Linked DNA regions of Mus musculus: regions 2, 3 and 4 are each linked to region 1. A link is a contact called in public promoter capture Hi-C data. All regions are on one chromosome and are shown on one strand. The core of a region is the stretch at or near the end of the contact, and the rest is flanking DNA. Distances in the headings are between cores, read along the strand shown. Region 1 holds the start of Kremen1 (kringle containing transmembrane protein 1). Region 2 holds the start of Smtn (smoothelin). Region 3 holds the start of Ogdh (oxoglutarate (alpha-ketoglutarate) dehydrogenase (lipoamide)). Region 4 holds the start of Ddx56 (DEAD box helicase 56).

Region 1 (3,465 bases), core at 699-3,198:
GGCTACCACTAACCTCTGTCGCCTTTCTTATCAGTTGTGATAGAAGAGAACGCATGACAAAAGAGCAGAGAGACTGGAGATCATTTGGGGTTGACTACACACTATAATTAGAATAACATTGAAGGGGAATGAGCTAACTGTTTTTATAAAGTCAGCATTCAAAAATGCAAACCACCAGTAATTTAAATATTACAAAGTTGTGCAGAATATAAGTATTGGAATAATTTTTTCCATCCACAAAATTTTAGAGAAAATTACAGTATCACAAAATATGAAATGGTAAGTTTGGCATATTCTCAGTGTACAGCTTTTTTTTTTTTTTTTTTTAATTGGAAAGGATTTAACAAACTAGTCGCTAGGTTCTTGACAGGATATGATGCTGAAAACCATGTGGTTTGTTTCTGAAACTGCTTCTGGAACCAGAGGGGAAACATCACAAAGGCACTGATGTTGCAGAATGCTGAGGAACCCCGCTGAGGAGAGTTTGAGGGACCTAGTAAACTGTTTCACAACAGCCATAAATTTGTCCTTACCCAGGACTCCTAAATAAAAGCATACCAACTTTACCCAAGAGCTGTTGCATCTGACCTAGCAAAGCGTCGGTGCCTAACAGATGCTACCTCCCTGCAAGTGTGGGCAGAATAGGCTCACAGTGCCCTTTCCAGGAAGGAGCGCCAGTCCACTCCCACCCGTACCTCTCTCTCCATAGAGGACATTAAATCCTGAACACAAAGATGACAAAGTGGAAGGAGTTACTAGGTTACAGTTATGTTGACACGTCCTGGCTCTCGGAACGTCCCTCCCTCCCTCCCTGTTCACATACTACAAACAGTAGAAAAGAGCACATTATAGAAGTCCCATAGAAGGCAGCAATCACCTAGAAACCACTTCTACTGAGTCTCAGGTTTGGTGTGTTGGGAACTCCTCATTCTGCCGTCCCAAAACCCAGCTTTGCCTTTTGCCGGGATTCATCCTGAAAGAAATTCAGTATTCGCTGGGTAAACCAGGTGTCTAGTCCTTAGTGAACTGGGAAACACTATAATAAGTATTATTAAATCGTTTAATGACTACACATGGTGGAACACTCTAAGCAAGTTGCCTACAGTGTATCATTTAATGTTCACCAACACTGCTCATGGGAGTGAGTTACCCCCCCCCACTTTCAGATCAAGTAACAGAGGTTCAAGCAGCTTTGCCTCAAAATCACACAGAAAATAAATCTCAGCCTTTCCCCTAAATCCAAGCTGTCAAGAAAACAAAGCAACTCTGAGTTTTCTTTTACTAGTAAAACCCTGCCTTCGCAACATCACAATCCGCAACTTAGGGTGGAGACCCCAGTGGCAGGTTCACCAATGTCCTATGCTCATCAGCTCTCAACAACCTGCAAAGAAACCGAACTGGGCCAGACAACACCCTCATGCTTGTCCTTCCACTGGGAAAGGATTCCGAGGCAAGGAAGGGCGTGTGGGAACTAAGCTGCCATCCCAGCTTCCATCCTGGCCGAGAGCACCACCTCGGGCGGACGCCGCGGTGGACTCAGAGTAGTCTGCACTCGGTACGGGCGACTTTAGCCGTCACGCACCCCCTTCTCTTCCGTAAGTCGGAAGCAGAGTTCGGCAAAGTTAGAAGCCGGCACTCGGGGCAGAGTCCTGGTAACGCGGGACAGGCGCGTCCACGCCGCGTGCTGGGACAGAAGCCCGAACATCGGGTTCTCCGGGGTCCACGCGCGAGAGAGGGCGAGGGGGTTCGGGGGGGGGCCGGGGTCTCACTCACCGGGGCCGGAGCGGGGACCGGGCGCGGGCCGGGCCGCCAGAGTGAGCGCAGCGGCGGAGAGCAGCGCGAGACGGGCGGCGGGCGGCGCCATGGGCCGTCAGTGCGGGACCCCCGGGCGCGGCCCGGGGCAGAGGGGGCAGCACCGGGAGCCGGGGGCGGCCATGGGAGCAGGACGGAGCTCAGCGTCGCCCCGCCCTCGCCGCCCGGCCCGCCCCGGTCCGCCCCGGCCCGCCCCGGTCCGCCCCGGCCCGCCCTCCTCAGCGCCGCCCCGTCCTCCTCAGCACCGCCCGGATTGCCTGACGCCTGCTAGGATTCCGAGCCGGGCGGCCTGCGCATGCGCGGCCTGCCACTCACGCGCGGGAGCCCGCCCCCGCCCCACCTGGCTCCGCCCCCACAGCAGGCGCGGTGAGGCCACCCGAGGTGTGGAGTCTACAGGTGAGGGCGGGACGGGTCCTGCCTCTGAGTCCCCACGCTGAGGTTTGTCGGCGCTGACACCGGCCGAGCGCCGTGACCCCTGTTTCACCCTTACCTAGGTCGTGACTCACGCGCGAGTTCCACCACTGCGGTAGTAACCAGAACAAACCTCTTGCTCTTGCTAGGCTCGTGGTAGCGGCTAGCCAAAGCGTGTTCTGGAGTCCTCCAGTCCCGGTTCGTATCCCACTTGGTTACTCGTAAGATCTGTATAAATGTATACAGGTTTAAAGAAAACGGGGCTCCCTTCTGCTCAGTGGTATGTCGATACCGTCTGCTCCACAAAGCGGTTGTACAAAGTGAGATAATGCACGGAAACCTCGCACGCACAGTGGGGGCTCAGTAAATGTGGAGTTCTTTCTCCTTGTGGAGTCCTGCAGCTACCAAAGGGACAGCATACTGAGCCTTGTGCAGAATCCTATCATATCCGTGTCAACTAGCGCAACTTATTCTTTTAAAAATATGTATTTACAGCGGTGCAGTGGTGGCGCACGCCTTTAATCCCAGTACTCGGGAGGCAGAGGCAGATAGGTCTTGGTGTTGGAGACTAGTCTGATCTATAAAGCGAGTTCCAGAACAGCCAGGGCTATAAAACAGAAACAAAGAAAAAAATATATGTATGTATAAATGCATATGTACATACATATATGTTTTTTATTGTATGTGTATGGGTGCATGTGTAACACCAGAGGACCATTTGTGGGAGTCGGTTCTCCTTGCACTGTCGGTTCTGGGAACTCAGGTCCTCAACCTTGGTGGCAATTGTCTTTACCGATGAGCCATCACACCAGTTTTAAATTATTATTATTATTATTTTGAGTCTTGGAACTATGTAGATCAGGCTGTCCTCGCACTCACAGAGGTCTTCCTGCCTACGCCTCCCAAGTGCTAGAATAAAGGTGTGTGTCCCCACTCCCAGTTAAATTATTTTTAATTAGTATAAAATGGGTGATACACTATATATTTGCATATATATGTATCTGTGTGTATATATATATATCTCACCAATGTATTTTGCTCAACCATCAGCAAAATAGGAACCATAAAAGACCTCAAGGTCCAAAGATACGGAAGCAACAAAAGTGCCCAACTCGATGGGGCAAGCGCTGTGTCTCTTCATTAGGGGAGACTTGGGGTTCTGTGGCTTAAATTCTCGGTCTCCGCGAGGCAGCCCCCCACCCCCCAGGATCTCGAGCCTCCTTACTCCTCCTCACACCCCCA
Region 2 (3,465 bases), core at 388-2,887, 1.7 Mb before region 1:
TCTGTTTCAGCCTTACCAGCTTGGCTGCCAGTCTGCCCTGTGGTCTAAGTTGACATCCTGACTAAGCCCCACACAAGAAGGGCCTGTACCTAGATGGAGAAGAGGACTCAGCAAGGCCCACCAAGCCATGCTTACCACCAGGGGGTACACGCCAGTCTCTAGTTACCTGCCATACCCACTCACCTCTAGGGGCCACCGAGCCTGCCCCTCCACCCACCTCCACAAGCTGGGCGTCTGGCTGTGGGCTGAGCCCATATCCAATTCTTACTAAGACTGTCATTCCCACAGGTATGGGAGCTACCTGTGTCTGGCAGTTCTTGGAGCCAGCCTTCAGTTTTGACTCCTTTCCTCCCTGATGTCAGCAGACCTGACCTTGGGGAGCCAGGTGTCCCTCTCTCCCTGTCCATTCACACACTCAGAATTCACTCACAGTTCACTTTCCAACTGGAAGGGCCTTGGGAAGCTGACCCACCCAACCTCTGGACTTCAGGCAAACTGAGAGGATGGGAGATGGTCAAAGATTCATCACAGGGGGTCAGAAAAACTCAGACTCAAAGGGCAGAAAGAACCTAACACAAATCTTGGTGACTTCTGCCTTCTGAAGTCCCCTTCCAAGATGCTGCCCAAGACTCCAGGCTGTTTGTTTCTTGTTCAACCACTGACCGTCAAAATGGATTCCTAAATCTGGTGCCAGTCTCTAGCCCAAATCACTCCTTCCTGGAGTCCCCAGTGTCTCTGGAATTTGTGGTTCCATGGTCTAGCACACCTGGATGTTTTGCTAATGTGGTGACTGAAATGGCCTCTGGACCCCCCACCTCCATTGATTCATCCCGAAATCATCCACTCCCTCTCTACAACAGTCACTTGGTGTGAGTCACCCCATCCGGTGAATGGGTCTGGGGGAGTCCCAGTGCGCACTAGTTGGAGTTGGAAGGCACTGCTAGAGTCTTTACCTCCTAGTCTAGATACTCTGTCTGGGGTAACTACCCCTCCCCAGTGCCCAATCTTAAGTATTGTGGACATGCTATGCTTCTTCATGTTGGGTAAGGGTGTTGTTAGTTCCAAACCTAGGTGATACTCGGGACTGTCTGCTCAGAAATTCCTGCCACTGCTTGCCACCATTCTCATGGCTTCATGCTACAGAGTTTTCAGTCCTGGGGATTGTTAAGGCCCTGCGAGAGATGGGTCAGGATCTGGGAAAGATTCCTCGAGGTATCAGCTCCCTATAGATTAGTGTCTCTGGGGATCGAGAAGCCTCTTCCAAGTCCATAGAGTCTCTTCAAGACTCTTTCCCCAGGGTCTCAGAACTTCAACCATGTGTCTTTGGAGTTCTCGTGATTTGGCTAGGGTTCCCGGACCTGGGAGTTTCAGAATCCCTGTCCAGACATCCAGGTTTCACACCCCCTTCCCCGGACTCATCCGGACTCCTAGAGTAGACCCGAGATCCTCATACCCACCTCTCAGTCCGGCCCGCCGTTCCGGCGCAGTTTCGTGTTAGTTTGGTCGGGACCCGGTAGATGCAGTAGAGACCGGCAGACCGACGGGAGGAGCCGCAGCCCAGGAGCCCAGGCCGGTTCAGCAACGTACCCTGGACTCTGCTGCAGACGCCTGTCCCGCGGCGCCAGCCAGATGGCTGGCTCCGCCCTGCCAAGCTGTCCCAGCCAATTCTCTGTTGAGACACGCCCCTGCTCTGGTCCCATTGGGAAAATTCAATTTTTTAGGACCCGCCCCCAAAAGACTCCAGCCCCTCACTGTACAGGCATGTTGGGTATTGTAGTTTTGGGGACTGCTGTTGCGAGGTCCTAGACATCCTCGGGTGGGCTTCACCAGGATACAGGCTCTAAGCCAAAGTCCGGAATGTGCCACAAACCGGGCAAATAAGTATCTTGGGATCCTGTAAGCCCTGAGCGGTCCTGACAGCCCCTCCCTGCCCTCCTTTTTGTTCTTGAGACCACATCCTTTCTCCGGACTCCACCCACTAGGCGCCTTAGTACACAGACTGCCCAGTCAACTCAACGCTCAAAGGGCGCTTTCGGGACACCTGGTCTGTGCCACCTCAGGGTAAGGAGACTGGGTGACCAGCAGCATTTTGACAATTATTGAGTCGCCCAGGACATCTGAGATGGAGCAGGATCAATCATATCGTACCTTCCTTGCTCATATATGTAGCATGCTCTCCCAAATTCTTTAAAGTCTGCCTCTGAGACCCCCGAAGTTCTAAATAGGGAGTATGAACCTCGCAACTCAACAAATGGGGGAAACTGAAGATCCCAAGGAGACAATACAAAGAGTCAACCAGGAGACCCAAGAGCTCAGACCCTGGAGGGAAAGCTTCCCTGTCATCCTGGAGGCTGTGGAGCCGCCCTACTGGTCTTGCCTAAGAAAAAAGTAGGGTGGAGCCTGGGCAGATAAAGTCTGGAGTCCAGCTTGATAAATAAAAACTGTAAATCAAATAAAAACCATAAAAGCACCAACGTATTTCTTGTGTGTGTGTGTGTGTGTGTTGTGTGTTGTGTATCAGATTATAATATCCATAACAACTTAATGAGATTTGACTGTTCCCTTATACAGATGAGACAAAAGCCTATGGGTAATGGAGTCGAGGTTCATCCCACCTAGCAGGGATTCTAATCTCTGCTAACACTATAATGTGGAACTGAGGTAGGGCTGAGCTGGCTCCTGTAGTCTCTCAGAGAGCTCCAACTCAGATTTCTCCAAGACCAACCTTTACACACCCAAAGAGAGGACCTGTGTCCATTTAAAGTCTTTTTGTTTCCTCCCACAGCCCCAAGAGGTGGTCCTCTCACCTTATATATTGGAAAATAAGACCTAGAGAAGGAAGCCCCTTGCGGGGGAGGCAGAAGAAATGCGCCAAACCGACGAAGACGCCGGCTGTGGAGGTTTCCTAGTCTTCCCTACCTGAGTGGGAAGCCGATTGCTCCAGTGAACCGCCTGCTCGCGCTGGCTGAGATCAATGAATGGCCGAGGTGGGTGCCTGTTTCCGGGATTGTCTATTTAGCGCTGTGCGCCCTCACCCTACCGCTTGTCAGGCCCTGGCCCGTCTCCAGACTGACCTACCTTGCCTTTTTTTTTTTTTTTTTTTTCCTTCTTGCCAGGGATGGTGCCATGTAAAAAGGTATCTGGTAGTGGTGGTGATGGTGATCTAGGCATCAAAGGGCGACCCCGTGCAAGTGGTGAGAACTTTATAATGTAGGCAGGGAAGAGAAAACGTCCCGTGAATGTACAGCAGGCACTGAAAGTCAGATTGCCAAGATAACAACTGTGCAAGACAGTCGGATTCTACAAGAAGGAAGTTGAAACCCAAGGTGGTAATGGCACTATTATCGCAGAATTTTGCCTAGAACCAGAGCACCTTTCCTCCCCTTGTTATTTCTAAGATGGAAGAAATCCTGGAGGGCTCCTCGGAGGTGGATGCTAAACATCATTGAAGATGAGTACAAAGAA
Region 3 (3,465 bases), core at 445-2,944, 1.0 Mb after region 1:
AAACAAACAAAAAAGGCCCTTAGCCATAAAGACTTGACACATCTCTGTAACTTTTTTTTTAAAGATATTTTATGTTTATCAGTAGTACACTGTTGCTGTCTTCAGACACACCAGAAGAGGGTATTGGATCCCATTACAGATGGTTGTGAGCCATCATGTGGTTGCTGGGAATTGAACTCAGGACCTCTGGAAGTCAGTGCTCTTAACTGCTGAGTCATCTCTCCAGCCCCTCTATAACTCTTTATGCAATCTGGATAGAGGGATTTGAGTACCTAGGCCACATTTAAGCTGCAATAGCAAGTTCTAACTGTGGGCTGAGGAATCTTGGCTTCTTAGCCCTTAGGCTTCTTAGGACGATATACCCCAGGTCCATGGGAGGACAACTCACGTGTACCATTGCTGATGCTTCTGCCCTTGTACTGTGGCCTATCACTGCTACCAAAGCTTGAAGAGCTTCTGGCATACTTGTGACTACTTGTGACTTCTATTTCAGTAGAGCAAAAGGACTCTCCAGCCAGCTCATCCAGCACTGGTGCCATTTGCCATACATAGCAAGGATAAACTGACAGTCTGTATTGCTGTCCATCAAAAACTACTCTGCTAAAAAAGAGAAACAAGCGGAGAGTTAAAGGCCATGAGCATGAAGCTGGGCATGGGACTTATAGCTATAGTCCTAGCACCTGGTATATGCAGGTAAAAGAAACAGAGCAAGGTCAGCCTACATTATGAAATTGAATCCAGCCTCAGCTACATGCCATTGTCTCAAACAACAACAACAAAAGACATGAGTATGAAATGAACCACTCTCCTTTTTGAGACCTGATCCAACTGTGTAGCCCAGGCTGCCCACAAGAACTCTATGTAGCCCATCTTGACCTCCCAATTGGTCAGTTTTTCTCTGTTCTGAAATTGCAGGTGTGTGCTGCAAAATCTGGCTGAATATTTTTGTTAGTTTTTTATTTTGTTTCCCAAGACAGGGTTTCTCTATGTGGCCCTGAAACTCTCTCTGTAGACCAGGCTGACCTCAAACTCAGAGATGAGCCTGCCTCTGCTTCTGAGTGCTCTGCTTTAAGGTGTGCACTCACACAGCCAGGCTCTGGCTTAACATTTTGACACGGGGAACATTTCATATTAGTGAAGTGTAACAGGTTAACTAGTGGATTTTGTCTGTTTAGAGCAGGCTCTGGAGCCAGGAAGATCCAGGGGGACCCCAGCACAGCTTCCTGTCAGAATACTAGCAGGAACACCCAAGTCGCATGACAACCAAGTCACATTAGACCTCGCTAACTAATCTTCATAAGGACTGCTGCAAAACAAGTGTTCAAAATAGTCACTCATGTTATTCAAATTATTTTGTGCAGGGATACATTTTACCAACCCAACTATTATTTAGGGCAGCTTGTTTTGGATACAAAGCCCGTGGGCCTCAAAGTCGCAGCGCTCCTGCTTCGGCCCGCCAAACGCTTCAATTATCAGACGGCATCCCACGCCCTGAATGTACCAGGTTCTTAACAAGCTTCGGAAGCGTCTCCCGTGTAACTGCTAATGACAGCCGAAAGACAGTGAGCAACAGGCTGGCTTTGGCCAGATGCAAAGTTCTGCATTGGCGCGAAGCCCGAGCGAGCGACTGAAACCCAATTCTGTGACGTCACGTCACGCCCACAGCCTGTCTTGCAGGCCGCTCCTCTGGGGCCGGGCTACGCGTTGACGCCACACGCCGGGGCGGGGCTGAGAGTTTGGAGCCCGGAGTGGTGTCGGCGCTTCACTCGGGTGGAGCTGAACGGGAGACAGGTAACCTTGTGCGGCAGACGGGCTCCGTCCAGGGCTGGGAGGCTCGGCGCTTGACACCCGGAGCTCGCGGCCGAGGGTGAGGCCTATGCGTCCTTGCTTCCGGAGTGCCTGAGTGACGGGCGTGAAGCCGGACAGAGCCGGGCTGGCGGAGGGCGGCGATGGTGGGCGGGGGACGAGACCTGACGGACAGACGTTATAGCCAATGGCGTGGCAGGGTCCTCCAGGCGGGCGGAGATTGGCGGACGCGGACTTGCGCCGGGGGTCGGGGGGCCGAGCGCTATTGGCTCTGGCGGCGGAGCCGCGAAGGTGGCGGGCTAGGGAGTAGGTGGCCTGGCGGCCCGGGAGAGCCCCAAGGTCGCGGCGTGTCACGTGGACCGGTCGCTCCCTCTGGCCCGCGCGCGTTCTTTTGTCCTGCGTGCGCTGACCCCAGCAGGCCGCCGTCCTTGTGTTCGCCGTGCCCGGACACGGCGCTGACCTTGGTGCCTGCGGCAGCCCCACCTGCCGGTATGAGGTAAACCAGGCTGTCGGCCAAGGTGACACTGGTTTCCCTAGAAACACCATCCACGCACCGCTTTCCTCGCGAGAGTGTGTGACAGATGTGAGTTATACCCAGAGTGACTGGGAAGCCTGCTACTGTGCCCTCGCATGAGTTACCAGATCATGTTTCTTTTGCCCACCGAGCAGTGTGCCAGTCTCTGAAGTGACAGGTTCGGCAAGAATCCTCACGTGGATACCATGTAAAGACAGGAGAGCGGAGTGTAGGGCATTTGAGTATCTACACGGTGAAGGAGCAGGGTGAGGTGTGGAAAAGGGATTAAAGGTAATGAGAAGTGACGGGCTAGGTGTTGTGCGCATGCGTAACTCAACTTCCTGACTGTAAGATCAGAAAATGGCGGCGTTAAGCATCATTGGAGGGTGGAGTTTTAGATCCTTGACGTCAAAAGGTCACTCAAGGAACACCTCTACAGGCCCAAGTGGGGTCAGTGGGGTCAACCTGTATTCGATGGAGGTCTCTACGTCCGTAAGTGTTATCTGTATATAGTGAAGCTATTGCGAATGTGCAACTGGTCTTCATCACCCTAAGTAGAAGCGTGTAACTAAAAATAGAAGTAAAAATTTCCCCCAGCTTTTCTGTGGATTTCATTGCCCTTACAGGCCCTACTTGTGTCTGTGTATCCTGTGCTCTGACATTGAGCAGAGGACACCGTTGGAGTTCCTCTGTTTGTCTGATCCTCTAGCCTTGCCCTTGAAGGTGGAACCAGGTAGATTAGTAGGTGGCGTTAGGAAAGTGACACTATAATTGTCTTTTTCTCTTTTTCTATCCTTGTCATTTTGTATCACATACTATGCAGCTTTCTTTCTTTTTTTTTTTTTAATTTAAAAGGTTACATTTATTTGTAGGTAGGGAGATGTGCACACGTGACAGTGCTTGTGTAGATGTCACGGGGCAACTTGTGAGCGCTGGTTCTCATCTTTCATCTTTCTAGGGGTTGACCACAGGTGATCAGGTTTGGTGACACTGGTCCAATTTGCAGGCCCCTACTTTCTTTCTTGGTATATACACATTTAGTCTTGCTTATCTCTAAGGCAGATTGATCTTCTCATTATTTATGTGCCTTTCAGTTGCTGGTAATTGCCTTTTCTGTGCCGTTTATTTTATTAAATAATAATGGG
Region 4 (3,465 bases), core at 470-2,969, 1.0 Mb after region 1:
GACAGGATACAGAATAGAAGCCTGCACAATGGCTGGAAGTAGAAGACTGAAATGTACACAAGGGGAACTCTGGTCTTAGAATTTGGCTCCCTTTGGAAACGTGACCCCAAGTGACTTCCAAGCAAAGCACAGTTTGGACTAGGGAAAGCTATAAATATATAATGACTTCAAGTGACTTCCTTTCAGTGATTAAGAATTAGGAAAGACATACCTAACAAAAATAGTCCCCCCGCAAGCGCCAGAAGTTTCCTGAGAAGGATCAACAAGTTCAGAGACTTGGGTCTCAGTCCCAGATGCTCCACTTACCGGGTTATGCAGTACCAGCTCCTTCAGAGTTTGTACATCCTCATTGAAAGTGGCCGACATGAGAAAAGCCTGGTAAATCCGAGGCAAGTGACTGAAAGAAAGAACAGGGCTTGATCAGGCTCCAGCCCACCCATTCCACTCCAGTCCCAAGTCCAGACCCTTGCAGGTCTAGGAGCCACTTCTGTTTCTTCCTTACCAGAGAAGACTCTTGAGTTCATCCTCAAAGCCAAAGGAAAAAAGAAGGTCAGCTTCATCTACCACCAGCAGCTCTAGGGAGTCCCGGAGTTTCAAGGTGTTCTGCTGCAAGTGGCTTAACACTCGGGATGGGGTTCCCACCACCACATCTGGCTTCTCCATCAACACAGCTCTGCAGGTGGCAAGGATTTAGCAGCCAGACCCTCGCCCTGGCAGACCTGCCCAGGCTAGCCACTCACACCACCAAGGGCACACACTTGCAAAGCGTTCTCCCTTTGGAGGCCTGCAGGTTTCACCCACCTCTGAGAAGCTGAGTCTTCTGCAGCTGAGACGTTAGCCACTCGCACATCCCGAGCACAGTAGGCAGCCAGTTGCTGGATCATGGCCTGGGCCTGCCGTGCCAGCTCCTTGGTAGGAACAAGAACAAGGCCTCTCACAGCCTGCTCCATTACAGGACCTGTCTGTAAGAACACCAATTCAAGACCGTTCAAAGTACTGGGTCCGCCCAAACAGTCAGAACCATGTACTGCAACACAACCACCTAGCTGTGTCCTGATAAACTCTTAATTCTGCCCACCTCACAGCACAGGGGGCAGAGCTTTCCCAGGCACTCAAATTTAGAACTTGCTGAAATCACTTAACGTACTACGGAGCTGATGAGTCCCCCTCTAGATAAAAGGTTACTCAAAATTACAACAGGATGGCGGTCGTGGCACCAAGGCCCGGGTTGAGAGCCAAGTAACCTGAACTCCAGCTCAGAGATTAAGCTGCAAATTGACCAAGTTCTCTATGGGCCGCCTAACACTGACACAGGACCTATAGGAGGAACCTTGGCACAGTCGGGCACTTCATTCCCTATTCTTTTGGAGCGTCCTGCCTCATACTCACTGCTCCTCTCGCTACCCACCGCCTTCTTGTGGAGAAGCGACTGAAGCATCGGAATAGCATAAGCTGCGGTCTTCCCGGAGCCTGTGCGGGCGCGGGCCAGGAGGTCCTTCCCCTCCAGCGCCAGAGGAATGGCCTTTTCCTGGATCAACGTAGGTCGCGACCAGCCCAAATCGGTGACAGCCTAAGAAGGAAGAGGACGCAGCTCAAGCGGCGTGGAGTACAGCGGCACACCGGGTAGCAGCTCCACAGCCTACCCCATACCTGCAGGAGCCGGGGATCCAGGCCCATGTGTTCAAAACCCAGCGCTTCTTGGTCCTCCATGGCGTGACTCCACGCTGTCAGTGCGCACGCGTAGGGCGGGACAAACCAACAACTAATCAGCTCTGGAAGGTACGTCACTTCCTGGAAGTACTTTCTCCTGGGTGTCCGACGTTGCTACCAATTTGTGCTGGCTCTGCGCAGGAGCGTTCCGCAATGCTGTCCCTTGAACGCCCTCCGAATTGTGGATGCCTCTTCTCTGGCGCCTCAGCCTTCCCTGACCCACAGAGTGACGTGGGCAGGGCTTTGCTAGGTTATGGTTGGGATCGACCGCGTTTTGGCTAAAGGGAGGCAGCCGCCACTTAGGCACATGCGCAAAGGAATTAGGGTTCTGTGGGTAACCAGAGGCAAATCTCACTGGGCAGAAATCGCGGCACAAGTTGCTAACCTAAGATAAATGTTAAATCAGGCCTTCAGCTACTATGAAGATTTTCACAAATACTGCCAACACGCGGTGCAATCCTTAACAGCTCTTAGAAGAAGAGCCAAGTTGACTCGAACCCTTCCTGGGACCATCTTTCCCAGAAAACGAAAATCAGACTTTGTTACACATGTTAATAAGGCCCATTCTTTGAGAATTCCTTACCAGGGAATGTCCTTAGGACTTTTTCTTCTGTTTTTGTTTTTTTTTTGTTTTTTTTTTTTTGTTTGTTTGTTTGTTTTTTTCAAGACAGGGTTTCTCTGTGTGGCCCTGGCTGTCCTGGAACTCACTCTGTAGACCAGGCTGGCTTCAAACTCAGAAATCCGCCTGCCTCTGCCTCCCAAATGCTGAGATTAAAGGCATGTGCCATCACTGCCTGGGGAAGATTGATTGATTGGTTTTTTTGAGACATGGCCTCATTATGTAGTGGCTGGCCTGGAACTTGGTAGGTAGACCAGACTGGTTTGACTCAGCCTCCCTAGTGCTGGAATTAAAGGCATGCACTACCACCCTTCCTTGGGACCTCTTAAAACACCTAAAGCCAAAAAAGTGTCAGTTGACCTTAGGCCCATTTCTTCTGGGCGCTGTAACTATTGTTAGGGCAATAACAGAAAAGAGATTGGTGGGGACTAAAAACATTTACCAACAGGGTCTTATAGTGACCACCTATTAAGAAAGGGAAAGCCCTCCTGATAACAGGAGGGGCTGAGCTGAAGGAAAAGACCAATAAAAGGGGTCATTAAGTGGGCAACAGGATCAATGTAGAGCACTTCCCTAGCGTGCATGATGCCTTAGAGTCTCAATCAGCAGCAAAGGAGAGGAAAAGGGGGAGACTTAAGGTGGGGCTAGAAGCCTAACTGCAAAACGCTGGACTCTGGCACCTGTGACTGCAGTGAGCTCAAACTGATGATCTAGATCAGTGCTTCTCAACCTTCCCAATGCTGCTACCCTTTAATACAGTTCCTCACGTTGAAGTGACCCCCATCCAGAACATCATTTTTACTATTTCACAACTGTAATTTTGCTACTCTTATGAATCATGATGTAAATGTGTCTTTTCTGCTGGTCTTAGGTGGACCCTGTGAATGGGTTATTTGACCCCTAAAGGGGTCATGGCCTACAAGTTGAGAATGACTGATCTAGACTAACTCCCTACTTTAAAGTTATCTGGTCAGCAATCTTGGCCATGCTGAATGGCATTCACAAGTTTCAGGAGTTAGGATGGAAATACCTTTGAGGCAGTCATTTTCCTACCTACCATATCCCTCACATACACGACTGAATCTGGCCATAACTGAATGCTGCCAGAAATCTGTTTGTTTCCAAGGTGGGGATAG

Evidence for each region. Capture Hi-C pulls out chosen DNA fragments and counts their contacts.
Region 2: a contact with region 1 is called in a promoter capture Hi-C map of liver, with 4 times the contacts expected there. The contact joins the promoter of Smtn here to the promoter of Kremen1 in region 1. A contact is called at or near these places in 1 of 39 promoter capture datasets (liver) and 2 of 9 other capture datasets (adipose tissue and liver).
Region 3: a promoter capture Hi-C map of liver shows a contact between it and region 1, with 2.5 times the contacts expected there. The contact joins the promoter of Ogdh here to the promoter of Kremen1 in region 1. A contact is called at or near these places in 4 of 39 promoter capture datasets (the C10 cell line, embryonic stem cells, liver and 1 more), 1 of 115 datasets of contacts at active chromatin or transcription factors (astrocytes) and 2 of 9 other capture datasets (adipose tissue and liver).
Region 4: a contact with region 1 is called in a promoter capture Hi-C map of adipose tissue, with 3 times the contacts expected there. The contact joins the promoter of Ddx56 here to the promoter of Kremen1 in region 1. A contact is called at or near these places in 5 of 39 promoter capture datasets (cranial neural crest, frontonasal cranial neural crest, liver and 1 more), 1 of 115 datasets of contacts at active chromatin or transcription factors (embryonic forebrain) and 2 of 9 other capture datasets (adipose tissue and liver).

What each region holds. Positions count from the first base shown.
Region 1 is chr11:5,259,662-5,263,126 of GRCm38.p6, forward strand. Kremen1 (kringle containing transmembrane protein 1) reads right to left here and starts at 1,949. Exons shown (of 9, transcript NM_032396.3): 1 at 1,774-1,949. The coding sequence starts at 1,864. It overlaps Gm46268 (a long non-coding RNA gene), which reads left to right and starts at 1,356. Exons shown (of 4, transcript XR_003949640.1): 1 at 1,356-1,555; 2 at 2,055-2,421.
Region 2 is chr11:3,537,655-3,541,119 of GRCm38.p6, forward strand. It overlaps Smtn (smoothelin), which reads right to left and starts at 1,638. Exons shown (of 20, transcript NM_001284427.1): 1 at 1,458-1,638. Gm11946 (a long non-coding RNA gene) reads left to right here. Exons shown (of 6, transcript XR_001780145.2): 3 at 1-2,061; 4 at 2,786-2,987; 5 at 3,117-3,465.
Region 3 is chr11:6,289,903-6,293,367 of GRCm38.p6, forward strand. Ogdh (oxoglutarate (alpha-ketoglutarate) dehydrogenase (lipoamide)) reads left to right here and starts at 1,695. Exons shown (of 23, transcript NM_010956.4): 1 at 1,695-1,791. Gm46270 (predicted gene, 46270) reads right to left here and starts at 2,361. Exons shown (of 1, transcript NR_168687.1): 1 at 1-2,361.
Region 4 is chr11:6,266,010-6,269,474 of GRCm38.p6, forward strand. It overlaps Ddx56 (DEAD box helicase 56), which reads right to left and starts at 1,720. Exons shown (of 14, transcript NM_026538.3): 1 at 1,651-1,720; 2 at 1,409-1,570; 3 at 802-962; 4 at 503-673; 5 at 307-397. The coding sequence starts at 1,710.